2 separate regions of the Callithrix jacchus genome follow, and region 1 is linked to region 2. The links are chromatin contacts, called in public Hi-C maps. All regions are on one chromosome and are shown on one strand. Each heading gives the region's core, a stretch centred on a gene start, on an enhancer-like site or on the middle of the called end of the contact. The rest is flanking DNA. Distances are from core to core; before and after follow the strand shown. Region 1 overlaps LOC108589963 (a long non-coding RNA gene). Region 2 has its middle 370 kb from the start of BCOR.

Region 1 (2,700 bases), core at 2-2,501, 190 kb before region 2:
AGGCGCGCAGTGCTTGCCTGCTCTGCTGAGGACACGTGCGCGGGAGGAACGGGGAAAGCATCCCGCCTTTCAAGGAGAGGCTCCCGGAGCGCCCCCTCCCCGGGCTCTCTTGCACTCCAGGATTTCCCCCGGTCCGGAGCGGGAGCTGCGGAATTCCGCGCCGCGTCGCCTGGCCTGCCTGCCCTTTCGTGCCAAGTGGGCCAGCTCGGCCACCCCCACCCTAACCACTCCTCCGCTCTGGCCCTGTCCTCCTCCCCCATCTCTGACTTTCATGGCACTGGATAGGCGCCGAGAGGAATGTAAGGCTTGCCAGCCTCTTGGGACCCTGTTCTACCCCGGGAGCGGAGCGGGGGCGATAGAACCAAACCCACCCCCTGCCTCCAGTTGCGCCCTCCTGGTGGGCAGGTGGAGAGCGAAGGAGCCGGAGCGCGGCGAGGTAGCGCGGTCTGGTTTCCTTTACGTTTACAAGCTATAAATAAACTTCCCCTTGGGCGGATGCGCGCTGTGTCCAAGGGCGGCTTTCCGCCGAATCGGGCGGGTGGTTTACGATCTGGGCCGGGAGCTGGTCCTAGCGCGGCCTGAGCCCAGGGTGGGGCGCTGGCTCCCGGAGAGCGCAGAGGTCGGCCAGGAGTGGCCGAGTGAACCTCCTTTTCCCCGCGGGGCTAGGGCGCCTCGGCACTGAGGCCTGAGGGTGGGGCTGGATGATTTATGAGCCGTCACCCCACCCCGCCCCTCCCGTTTCACTTGTTTTCCTCGTCTTCTCCAGCTCAAACCCGGTTCCCAAAGCCTCATCCCCAACCCTGCCCAGCGACGATTTGGCAATTTCTGGCTGTTGGGGCACCGCTCCAGCACTGGTGGGGCGCGTGTGCACAAGGCGTGGGTGAGGCCCCGGGTGCTTTTCACCAACCGCGCTCCTGCTCCGGGCGAGGAGCGGACTAGCTGAGCCCGACCAGGCTGGGCGGCTGAGTGCGGCCTTGGCCGGAGAGGCTGGGAGGAAGGGCTGGCCGCGCGACTCCGGAAACCACGGGCCTACCGGGTGGATCCCTGACCCTTAAGGTCACCGGGCGCGAGGAAACCGCCTGCCCATACCAGAGCAGAGGCCACTGCACCAGTCGGAACGAAGCCGCAAGAAACCCAGGAGGAAACCCAGAGGTCGGGATAGGAGACGTAGCGTGGAGGCCACCACGAGTCCCAACACTGTCTTCCACCACAGGGGTGCCGTTTCCCTCGGCTTTGGTGCTCACTCTGCGAGCGATGGAGGCAAAGCATCTACGTTTCCCGCACACGTGTGCCTGTTGTGTGTGTGTGTGGTGGCTTGTGTATGTGTATGGGCCTACGGGGATAATAAAAGGAATGGGGTGCTTTTGGCAGCCTCTACGTTTCTTTCCGCTGAGACTTGGGAGGCCAGGGGGTAGAGGCGGCCAGCCGAGTGGGCGAGAGCCCGGCCTGGCGCGGGGAGGAGGCGTCTTCCCGTCGGGAGGCTCGGTAGCGTGCTCCCGCTTGCCTCCCGTCCCCTCCCCGCGTCGTGTCGCGCCGCGCCGGCTGCAGCCCACAGGCTCGCTCCTCTGCCCGGTGTTTGTTTAACCCTCATCCCCTCCGCGGCAGCTGCGGGCAGAGGGATTCCTGGCCGAGCTAATTCAGGGACTGGACCCCAACCCCGGTCGCCAGGTGGGCCCTTACCCCTCCCGACCCTCGGGGCCGAAGGTCCCAGGGTGCCGGCACCCCCGCAACCCGAACGGGTCTGGGGGCCTTCAGGGGTCGACAGAAGGGGACCCTTGGCAGAGTCCCCATTGTTCCCCCAGGGCTGGGAAGCTGACTCACGCTCTGAGCACAGAGCGGTGCGGAGTGTTTTCTCGGTAGCCTTTACCCAAGTGCTTTATTTAGACAGGCTTTATTTACAGTACACATGTTTTCGGCTCGTTATTCTGGAGGCGGGAATGGAAACTGGGCAGAGCAGGAGTTCTCCCCGACAGCCTCACGTTTGGAAGGAGTTGAGACTCAGCGGAGTTGAAGGATCCCACTCCCGCTTGCTGTGTTCTCTAGGGAGATAATGTCGAAGAAAACAGTGAAGGTGGGGGGGAGTGGAGGGCGCTGGGGGACGCCCAGCCTCTGCCTTTCCCATAGTGCCCAGACTTCAAAATGCGTAACACCCGGAGGAAGGTGAGACAGACATCCTCATGCCCATTTTAGAGGGTTCAGAGAGGGCCAGGGTCACAGAAGGGCTAGGGCCACAGACAACAATCGGTGGTGTGAAAAGCGTCTTTAACTCCATTTTTTGGGCTTCTTCCTCATGGGGTTAGACCTCCAGAGTTACCCAGGTCTTAGCCTCTCTGGATTCCAGGAAGGGTCTTCCTGGCGCCTTGAGCAGAGGTCAAGGCCAGCCAGGCGGCTGGAAGGCCTCTGGTTGCCAGTCTGCAGTCAAGCATCCTTTTTGGCAGCGGCTCAGTAAGTGGGGTGGTCCAGTTAGGTCCTGCAGGAAATTGTCTGAGTTAGATTAAATATTTTACAAAACCTTCTGGGGGCCTACGGTTGACTTGAAGCTGGCAATGTTAAACCAAACAAAAGTTAACGAGTTCTCTCCTGACTTTTTAGGTACAGTTCAGAGAAAACGGTGGGTCGTGCTCTTTACAGGAAGCAAGTTTAATGGCGTTTCCTCTCATTTTTCTCCACTTCATTCTCTCTGCTGATTGCAGAGCCTCA
Region 2 (2,700 bases), core at 195-2,694:
GCCACCAAAAGGCTGGCTCTTACCCACCAGCTTGCCCTGCTGCCCTGGGACGTCAGTCCCATGGCCAGACCGCCCTCTTTCCACACGGCCACTCTGAGGGCCAGTGTGAAAGCCAAATGCCAACCCTGCAAATCTGCACATGGAATCGGAGGCTCTGCAGACTGGCTTCCAAAGGTGCATGGGCCAGGTGAGCCAGGAGACTGGGGAGCCCTGCTCAGTCAGAGACACAGATGACACCAAATTGGATGGAAAGGAGGAGAAAAAGCATCACTGGAAAACAGAACTGCTAGAGTCCGCACTTGCTTGAAAAAAAGCAGTCATCAGCCCAAAGATGGATGAAGTAGAGGGCTGTTTTTTTAAGGTGGGGGCAGAGGTCACTAGCTTGAAGAATGTGTCATATTTGACATCAGGAGGGCGCTTATGTGAGGCTGGAAAGCAAAGCCTGGTCCGGTCCCTCTCTGGCCAGAGATACTATTCACTGGAGAGAAAGGACAGGCCCTCGACTAGGGGAGAGTGGCATGGAGGAATGTGTCCCCCAACCTTTCTAGAAGACGATAAATCTGAATTATCACTTCTCACTGGCAGTGCTGAAGGCTCATGGGACTGAGGCCAGCACCCAGTGGTGGCCTGGGCTGTAGAACTTCGGAAGCAGCTACTGCTACCCCTGTAGGCTAATTGTTTTTTCCAGAATCAAACTTTACTTGGCAGCACTAGGCTACAGCTCCATGTGCAGGCGTTTTGGGAACGGTGCCTTTGGTCATAGGGAGTCAGGGTTATCTACAAACCCTCCTGTTTCTGGGAAACCAGCCTGAAGTCCTCATGCCCTTTGCAGCCCGGGGCCACTGGGTGCTGTGGTTCTGCCAGCTCTGGGGCAAGCAGAGGCAGAGGGAGAAACTCTATGAGGACAACTTTTGCCCAGCCTGAAACATCGCTTACAGATGGAAGGATGCAAACAGCAGCATGCTAAGTCTTCAGAGAGCTGGGAGCTCTGCCTCTGCTTCAGGGCAGCTCTGATTCAGAGCTCTGAGCGTGTTGTAGCCCAGCGTCCTCAGGATGAAAGGCCCGCTTGGGGGGCTTCTCTAGTCCATCCTTCCCAGCTCCACCACCTCAAACTCTCCCTTTCAGCTGCAACTTCTTCCAGTTCTCCGGGCTTTTGCTGGGGCTGTACCCTCGAGCCTAAAACCCTCTCCTATCAGACACCTACTCATCCTTTCGCTTTCAGCTTAAGCTCCAGGAAGTGTGGGCAACCCCCACAGTAAACAAAGCCAAACGTTTTCTTTATCTGGAGCCTTTACTATGCTAATGTACATTGTGAATCTTCCGGAGGTTGGTGGGTGGGGGGCAGAGGAGAGGCCGCCAATCTTTCCAGTAGTGTTGGGCCACAAGAGGCCTCCTCCCCCCATGCCTATTAACCCTCTCCCAGAACACCATAAAGAGGAGGAGCTTGGGAAATGCTCCTCCCAGAGAAGCAGAGCAGAGTCGAAACCCCTTCTGGGGGAAGGCATAGTCCCTTCTGCCCTCCTGGACCCCGAGAATGGGCTTACCCCCTGGAGGGGGAAAGCAGAGTAGCAGCCCAATCTCTTCTTAATGCAGCTGCAGGGTCAGATCCAAGTCTGGGGGCCTAAAAGTTACATGAATGTTGGGGCGGCCTTGAGGAAAAACAGTGCAGAGATACAAATGATAACTGCTAGGATCCTACCCGGGCTTTGGAAAGGGACTATGAGAGTCAAGGCCCTGAACTTTAAGCTTTATTAGCCTCAAGGTAAAATCCACACTTGTGCAGGGGCTTAATTTGGACATTGGTGTAGGTAAGACACATCCCTACCCACGTCACATTTAGGTCAAGTGGACGGTCTTGGATGGCTCTCCTTTGACTCTGGTATAGCTCTGTCAGGCTCCGGCTGGCCTGCCTGCCTCTAGGCCCACAGCCAGCCTGTGGTTTGTTCTACTGGGGCAGCCTCATGGAGGTGAGTGGTCTCTGGCACATCCTCTTCAAGCCACCAGACTGGTGGGGGCAGCATCATATTTGTGGGGCAGATCTGTTTGCTCTCCCGCCACCCCACCCACTTTCTGTGCCCAGGAGGCTGATCCTTGATCTTTGTGGACTGGATCCCTTGGTTTGCCTTGGTCACTGGCTTCTGGTTGGGTTGGCCAATGGGAAGCAGATAGGAAGAGTCAGAAGTTGAGTATTTATTTCCACAGCTGGGCTGTCCTTTTGGCAGTGGCTTCGTTCCTTTTCTCATAGCACCCCTCACCTACAGCTCTTTCCAGGTTTTGCTGACAGCCCCTGCCCCTGGCGCCTTCAGTCCAGGGAGTGGTGGCAGCTTCCCACTGTTGCCAGTCCCAGTGTACTTCCCTATCCCTTGAGGTTTCTGCAATCTGTAAATAGTCCCGTTACTGAACTCTTGTCAATTAACCCTCTTTGCTGAGTCAGCTATCCATTGCTACCAGGCCTGGACTCACAGCAGAAGTGATATCCATGGGAAGTCCCTAAGTCATCCCACCAATCACAGACAAGATACCCTGAGTTCCCCACTGGTTAACTTGAATATGCAAATGTTAGGCATTTATCCCTTGAGGTAAGCTTTCCACAGAAGTCTAGAGCCTGGCGGTGGCCTGATTCACCCATCTGCACCTTGTTGCTTAGCACTGAACGGTGTGTGTGGCCTCCTCCTTCCTCAGTGTCCAGATTAGGTTATG

Evidence for each region. A called contact is a pair of places that touch in the nucleus more often than the background predicts.
Region 1: a Hi-C map of induced pluripotent stem cells shows a contact between it and region 2, with 2.6 times the contacts expected there. The contact joins two enhancer-like sites. A contact is called at or near these places in 2 of 3 Hi-C or Micro-C datasets (induced pluripotent stem cells and skeletal muscle).

Annotation. Positions count from the first base shown.
Region 1 is chrX:40,851,987-40,854,686 of calJac240_pri, reverse strand. LOC108589963 (a long non-coding RNA gene) reads right to left here. Exons shown (of 3, transcript XR_001909314.4): 2 at 2,315-2,700; 3 at 1,876-2,039. Among named protein-coding and RNA genes, the nearest start is that of BCOR, 170 kb to the left of the region's middle. Within about 2 kb of position 1,251, at least 11 of the 16 cell types and tissues checked have an H3K27ac peak or open chromatin away from gene starts, as enhancers often do.
Region 2 is chrX:40,659,940-40,662,639 of calJac240_pri, reverse strand. No RefSeq gene overlaps it. Among named protein-coding and RNA genes, the nearest start is that of BCOR, 370 kb to the left of the region's middle. Within about 2 kb of position 1,444, at least 2 of the 16 cell types and tissues checked have an H3K27ac peak or open chromatin away from gene starts, as enhancers often do.